Linked DNA regions of Oryctolagus cuniculus: region 2 is linked to region 1. Evidence: chromatin contacts called from public Micro-C data. All regions are on one chromosome and are shown on one strand. The core of a region is the stretch at or near the end of the contact, and the rest is flanking DNA. Distances in the headings are between cores, read along the strand shown. Region 1 holds the start of DUSP16 (dual specificity phosphatase 16). Region 2 holds the start of APOLD1 (apolipoprotein L domain containing 1).

Region 1 (3,854 bases), core at 920-3,419:
TTATAGTGTGCTTGAACCTACTGACCAGGGATCTTCAAAAAGTTCATGGAAAATGCTATTATGAAAAACAAGGTGTTTCAAAAAAAATTTGCACCAAAACACTTGTCATTTAATTCCTTTTTCCCCCACAAATGTGCTGAAGTACCCTTGTATTTCCATGTACTCACTAAGGATTGAACATACTCATTTCTAATTCTCTGTGGAACCTTGATAGGTATAAACATTTTACCTAAAAACCAACCCTTGGAAGTTGGTGTTATTTAACCCAGATTATTTACATAATATGCCAAATGTTAACAAAAAAATTTTTTTTAAATAGCAATCTTCCAGTCTTCATACTCAGCGAATCCCACAACTTTCTTTCAAAAAACAAAAACTGTCACAGTGCCTAGTCACATTTTGATCAGAACACCCACCCAAAGCTGATAAACTCTTAGTTTTTCAATTTACTTTACAAGCTGCTACCTTCACCAAACGCAGAACTCCATAAGCCTTAATTAATTACAGCTTCCCGAGCTGGGTCCACCCACCTATGCCATCCTCAAGGAAAAGTAAACAGTTTAAAAAATAGTTAATTTAATTGGTAAGAAGGCTTTTCTTCTCTTGAAAATTTCCCTTCACTGTGAAGCTCTCTTTTCTTGATGGAGTTGAAACAGTACAAATCCTTTAAGGAAACACTTGTCACCTACGTGTACCTTCAATCAGTGCCATACAGTGAATGGCAGAAAGCAGCATTTTTCTGACAGTCCCAGTTCCCCAAATAGTCACAAGGTCTTTCATGGATGGTAAATCAATCTCTCTCTCTCTCTCTCTCTCTCTCTCTCTCTCTCTCTCTCTCTCTCTCTCACACACACACACACACACACACACACGGAAGGCAAAGAAGACAGAAACATACCTGGTCATTCTCTGAACAGGTTGGATAGGTTCGGTACGAGCAGAGTATTTACCTATAATCTTTCAAAGCCAAGTGGCAGCCAGGCCCCTGGGTAACTAAGAACTTCACCGTGTTTTTAAAACCCCGCATCTTAACTCACTTCCCCTTAGTTCAAGGGGCCGGCACAGCAAACCTCACAGCAAACGAGGTTATGCAACAGGTTTTTCCTCTACCTGACTCCTCATGGGCTAATCAGGTGTGCTTTCTCCAAACAACCAGCGACACCGGGGACTTGAACCCGCCCAGGAGCCTCGCAGTGCACTGGAATAAGCCCCTTGAGGGGTTTTGCAGTGTCCATTCATTTTAAGATCGACTTGCAATCCGCCGCCCCCGGACCCCCAAGGCTCATTACCGCTTTTCTTGGGAAAATAAACCCAGCACCTGAAAACGTAGTTTTGCACATAGATTTTCCCCCACTGTACTGTTTTATTGCCTGGAACTACACTTGATACACGGATCCTCGGGGGCCTCCCTGGGCTATTTTAATTTCTCACGTTTTACAGCAGTGGTAAAGAAATCACCGGCACGCCGGGCCCCCTCAACACCACGACCCGAGCCCCAGGATGAAAACTGAGGTCTGGGGGTGGCGGGGAGGTGGGGGGGGGGTCGCTTGGCTTCATTTAAGAAAGCACGGTCACCACCCAGGTGGCCTCGCTGCCTGCACCACCAGCGCGTTTGGGATAATGGGAACAGTCAGGCCGGGGCCCCACTTGGCAGGCGTGTTGTTTAACAGTCGCGCCTGGAAGTGAGCAGCTTCGCCCGCGAAGGTGCCGCGAGTCCCGCCGCCGTCGCTGCTGCTCCGCGGGGTCGGCTCGAGCCGAGCCCGCCGCGCCGGGGACGCACGGAGCGCCCCCGCGCCTGCCCGCACGCCCCTCTTCCCGCTGGCGCTGGCCCCCCCCAGCAAGGCCTACACCCCCGCGTCAGACACTCGTGCGGCTCCGGGCCGCGGTCGCCCCCACCGGGACGCCCGGGCAGGCAGAGCCCGCGGCGCCCGGCACAGCGAGTCGGGGCGCGCCGCCGAGCGTCCATGCTGCCCTGCCGGCCGGTCCGAGCCCCGCACCCTCCCGTCCGCACGCCCCGCCGAGGCCACTTACTTCTGGGGCCGCCGGCCTCCCGACTCCCCTCTGAGAGAACCGAGCGTTGTCACCGCGTCTCCCCTCGGGCCCCCTCGCCTCCCGGGCTCGCGAGGCGCCGCCGCGGAGCGGGGAGGGCGGCTGCGGGGCCGCTCGCGACCCGTCCCGTCCGTCGCTCTGTCCGGCTCCTCGGCTCTCACCACAGAGGCTTCTCCTCCTCGGAGGGGCGGGTGGGGGCGGGAGACTCAGAAGCGAGGAGACGTTTGCAACTTTTCTTCACTCTTTCTCTTCCACCCCCCTCCCCAGTTAGCCTTCAGGAAAAAAAAAATGTCGAGAGGGGTGAAGAACTTGGGGAGGGAAAGCTGGGGGGTGGGGGGCCGCGCGGGGAGAACGGCGGGGGGAAGGGAAGGTGCTAATAATCCTTTAAAAATTGGCGAAAGCCCCCCAAACAGGGATACACAGAAAGAGGGGGAAAGGCGGGGGGGTGGGGTGGGGGGTTGGGGAAAGAGAAAGAGTCGCTGGTCAGGAAACTTCAAGCGCGGATGAGGTCATTGGTTTAAAAATAAAGAGATGGCGTCACTTGAAACCAATCCCAGTGAATGAACTCAGCGGAGCCCCGGGGAAAGGAGGAGACAGGCGAGGGCAGGGCGGTGGGCGCCGGGCGGGGCCGCGCGCTCGCCCGCCAGCCCATCCCGCGGCCGCCCGGGCCGGGAGCGCGGCTCCGCGCCTCGTTTCGGCAGCTCGGGGAGGGGTCGGGTCACGTTCCCGGCCAGACCTTGGGCCGCTCGGAGGCAGGTTCCGCGGGCGCTGCGGGGAGGAGCCGGCGCTGGCCGAGGAGGCGGCCCGCAGCCTCGTCCTCCTCCTCCGCCTCCCCCCGTCCCGCAGGCTCGCGGCCACCGACGTCCCGGCCGCGCGCGCCGCAGTCGGTATTTGAGGGTTCCCCTCACCCAGCCAGATTCAGCGCCTCTTGCTCCTCCTTGGGCTGCTTCCTGCTGCCCGGGCAATGTAAAGACACGCAAACAAGGACTGAAAGGAATTGCAATCTCTCTTTAAAAGCCTCCGGAATCCAAATGGCAGGAAAGAGAAATTGCAGGTACTTGAAGTAAAATCACTCAAGGGTTGTCAGGCATTCAGCTCGTCCTAGGCATACCGTCCACCCCCAACCCGCCTCCCCCCCCCCCACCGCGCCCCATGAATGTTCCTACGTTTATTTGGGTTGTATTTACTAATATAAGTACAAGCAGCCTAGCTGTCGCTTTCAACATTAGGCAAGGGCAGAATTAGCTTTAAATCACTGCCACTTGTGAGGTGCAAGACCCTCGGCGGTCGAACTCCACGCACCTGAAGCTTGTTAATGTTTTGTTTAAAGTCACTGAAATAGCTTTGTTGTGAGACTTTGCGCACTTCGGAAAGAGCCCTGAGATGGTGACAAAGTAGGACTAGGAGTCACTGAATAGGACAATCGGAGCTTTATTCCAGGGTTCTTTGAGCATCTGAGCGTGAAGCTGCCGCCACTGAGCAGTCCTCCCGTGGATATCACATAACAAAGATGTGATTAATGACGGAAAAGCACCGTGGGGGGGGGGGGGACAAGATCGATGGGTAGGAATCATCGCTCTTAAAGCATTGCATTGCCATGCAGCAGACCTGGGACGTTGGCCCTTAAAATCGCTGTTTGTGCTGGGTATTCCACGTGGACGCTGCCTCGGGGACGTTCTCATTAATCGGGGAAAGGACTAAGCAGGTTTTGGCGGGGGTTGGAAAGAAGCTACATCTCTGTTTACTACTTAAATTCCGCAACTGAAGTGCATTCCTTAGAATTGATCATGATATAAAGTTAGGGT
Region 2 (3,854 bases), core at 775-3,274, 160 kb after region 1:
GGTAGCTCCAAGTCACCGGTCCTCGCCCCTGCACGTCTGTGTCCAGCCTGCCAGGCGACCCCGCTGCTCGCCCCGGCCTCTCCCCCGCACCGGACCGCGGAGCCCGTGGGGACGGTCCCTCGAAGGGGCCGCGGCCGCCGGCCACCCCCTGCCCCACTGCTCCGGCCCTGTGCGCCGCCGCCGTCTCCCCAGATCGCCCGCAACCCCGCGCTCGCCCGCCGCGGCAGTTGCGGGGGGTCTGGCTGGCCGCGGAACGAAAAGGCCATCGAGTCTCGCTCGTCCTCCGCCCCCGGCAGCCCGCGCGCAGTTCCCGCGCCCCGGGCGTCCGCAGGCCGCGGAGGGCGGCCGCGTCTCCGCCTGCGCAGCCGGGCTGGGTAGTTTCTCCGCAACTTTCCTCCGTGATAAGAGAGACGCGGACACCCTCACTCCGGTCCCCGCACTCTTTGCTGGGGCACAGAGCAGCGGGGGAGCACTGGGGCGCCGGGTAGACCGGGTCTGAGCGCGCGGACCCTCCGGGGCAGCAGCCCGTTCCCGCGCCCACCCCTGCCCCGGGCTCCAATGATCCGCAGCCCCGCGCTTTTCGAAAGCCTTCGCGGCTCGCCGGCGGCCGGGGAGGGCCGCAGCCGCGCGCAGGACGCGTCGAGCGCCGCGCCGGCTACGGGGGTCGCCTCGGCCGGCGCCCCGCCTCGCGAAGCTCCCTGGCCGTATCCCCAGCTGCCTGGCATCGGGCACTTGGGCGGGAGGAACTGGACAAGTGTAGGCTTGGGGGCGAGATCGGAGGCCTGGGGGCTTCCTAGGCGAACGAGGGGCAGCGGGGCAGGCAGCCCTTCAGGCCTGGGAGCGCCCACCGCCCTCGCCATTTCATCGCCGTGCTTGTTGGGGTTGCACACTTGCCCTTCTAAGCGCTTTGGATTTAGGAGGTGTTTTCTAAGCTCGTCTACAGTCTCCGATCTGTTTTTCCAAAGTATACTTTGCTTGCTTTTTTTTTTAATTGTCATCTCTTTCACCTGAGCCACACCCTATGGGCACCTCCTTCCTCCAGGCTGAAAGGCCCCCCCCCCAAAAAAAAATCCGGCAAGCGAATGCGCGGGGAAGGCGCCCACGAACGCGCTGGGAAACCTCGGGGGGCACCTCCGGGACCTCGCGCGCGCAGGGGCTGGCTAGGGCGGGGTCGGGCCGCGGTCGAACCGAAAGTGCCTGCTTTGCCCGTCAACTCCTGTTCCCGGGCGGCCACTGCGCGCGTGCCCGGCCTCTCCCGCGTGGGGGCCCCCACGGAGGGGCAGGGACGAGGTAAGGGGTGGTGGTGGGGAGATCGAGAAAGCAGCCAGGGCTTTGGGCGCGAAACCTCGACGCGCCGCACAAGGGACGCGGGGGAACGGCGGGGAGCGCCGCGCGAGGCCGGGGATTGCATCACCGTGGCGCCGCCCCCGCCCCGGGCCGGGCTGCACAGCGCGGCCACCATCATGGCGCTCGGGCCGGGGCCGGGCCGCCGTCTCCAGCGCGCAGTGCCCGGGGCGCCCGGGCCGCAGCCGCCCAGCCGCGCACCAGCGCTTTGCAAACGTCGCCCCTCCCGGGAGCGCCTGCCCGCCTCCCTTCTCTCCCTCCCTCCCCGTGCGTGTGCGTGTGCGTGTGCGTGTGTGCCGCAGAGAACTTGAAGATTATTTTTTCCCTCTCTTCCCCCCCCCCCGCACTCCCCCCACCCCGTGCTGGTGGTTGTAAACTTGATTGGCATTGGCTGCGCCCACTGACCCCGGCGCCGAGTCCACTGAAGATTTAAGGTGGATCCGAGTGGAGGCTGCAGCTGCAGGCGGAGTCTCGCGCTGGAGCTGTTTTTGCAGGGGTGGGGGGGTGGAATTAAAAAAAAAAAAAAAAAGCCCCAAACCGTGCGCCCGCCGCGTCCTAAGAATCCCGCGCGGTACCAGCCCCGCGCCCGCCGCGCCCCGCCCACCCCGGCCGCCGCGCCGCCCCCGCCCCTCTCCCGCTGCTTCTCCATTGGCCGGCGCGTGCAGTTTGAATTTTTTTTTTTTTTTTTTTGAGAGCTTGTTTTCTTCTGAAAACTACAGTTTCCCAGCTTATGTGATTTGGGACTTCCTTCGGCGACCCGAGGTGGGCTGTGTGGGCCCGGCCCCGTGCGCCGGCGGCAGGCAGGGCCGTGCGGGGGCTTCTGTTCCCCGGGTCGCCCCCCGAGCGCTGTGCGCGGGGACTCGGCGGCCGGGGAGCGTCGCGAGCTGCGAGGTGTAGCCTCGGCGGGCGCGAACGTCCAGGGCGCGCCCTTCCACCGGCTGCCGGCCAGAGGTACACCGTCCCCAGCCTTGGACAGGTAGAGGCGGCGAGGGCGGGAGGGTGGAGGGGGGCTCGAGGGCGAACACCCAGAACCGAAGAAACGGAAATGAGCAAAAGTGTGTGCTTTGCAGCGCCCCTCAGAACGTCGTCATTCACGCAGTCGGTGTCATTATTATTTTTTTTTTTTCCTGAATGAAAGAAACCCCCGTTTTTCGTTCTGTTTGATTTCCGGAGTGTTTTGGAATGAGGCAAACAAAATCGAGATGGGGAATGAGTTTTGACGTGCGTTGGCTTTCTGGGTTCGAGAAAGTTCACTGAGATTTGGGATAAGGTTAGTTGTAATAGATGTGACATCACCCAGTTCTGGTTTCCAATGAACGCTTTTAAAGTTAAGAATTCGAATTACTCGCCAAGTCATTCTGTGTCCAGAATGACTTGTGTACACATCTCTGCCTGCAGTGTTGCCAAGGGTTCTAACTAGGTATCCAGTCCTAGCCTTCAACAGTTCCTAACCCAGACGCGGCGTTTTCCACTGAACTCCTGCAATCCGTCCTAGCCTAACCGGACTCTTAATTATCCAAGCCAGCTAAGCACCACCAGCTATCATAAACCAGCCCGCCCGGATCTGTAGCAAGCCCGTGCTCATTTATTCTCTCCAGCACCACGTCATTAGGCTCCGGTAGTCCCCTCTGGACCTCCGTGGACCCACCTAACGGGGGTGGACACTAAGGAAACACGTGTGCCTCCCTAGGAAGAGGACTGTTTGGAGTTAAGCACTGGCTGGCCTCAGGAAGCGGTGAGCTGCCCACCAACCTTCCAAGTGTGAGTCAAGCACAGGTCTGCTGGCCCCTCCATAGCAACACTGCAAAAAAAAGATTCCAGTATCAAATGAGTGTTTGGACTGATGACTTTCAAAGTCTGTTCTAGATCATTGAGATGCTGTCTTTCCGACCTTGGAAGTTCTGAATTTCTGCTAAGGCAAACCATTTTCCTTGGTTTTTAACATCCTTCAGAGTTATGCTGTCCATAGCCAGTGGCCAAGTGTGGTAACCGGGCACCTGAGTGTGGCAGGTCCACACTGAGCTGTGCTGTTTGTGACAGGCACACCAGGTTTTCCAGAATAGCATGAATTAAGAATGTTAAATAGCTCGGTAGCGATTTTTATATTTATTACATGTTAACATGTTTTTGATACATTGGGTTAAATAAAATGTTATTAAAATGAATTTTATTTGTTCCTTTTTACTGTTCTTAGTATAGTTACTAGACAGTTTAACTTTCAGATGTGGCTCAAGTTGTCTCTGTTGGAAACTGCTGTTGTCAGCCAGCACCTGTGGTGACTTGAGGCCTCTTCCTGAAACATGGTGACCCATAGAGGGTAACTTCCAGCTGTCATCTCACTGCCCAAACTCAGCCTCAGGAATCGTTAAATACAGTTCTGCCAGCGTCTAATCTTGAACACATCATGTTGGATCTGAGCCCAAATCATGGGAATGTGGTGTAGATACAGCCAAGTACCACACAGTGACATTTTGGTCGACATTGTCAGTGATACCACATATAGGACAGTG

Evidence for each region. A called contact is a pair of places that touch in the nucleus more often than the background predicts.
Region 2: a contact with region 1 is called in a Micro-C map of ear pinna, with 4 times the contacts expected there. The contact joins the promoter of APOLD1 here to the promoter of DUSP16 in region 1. A contact is called at or near these places in 2 of 6 Hi-C or Micro-C datasets (ear pinna and an unstated tissue).

The regions. Positions count from the first base shown.
Region 1 is chr9:110,210,995-110,214,848 of mOryCun1.1, forward strand. It overlaps DUSP16 (dual specificity phosphatase 16), which reads right to left and starts at 2,170. Exons shown (of 7, transcript XM_051850779.2): 1 at 2,032-2,170.
Region 2 is chr9:110,370,865-110,374,718 of mOryCun1.1, forward strand. APOLD1 (apolipoprotein L domain containing 1) reads left to right here and starts at 2,025. Exons shown (of 3, transcript XM_051850268.2): 1 at 2,025-2,320.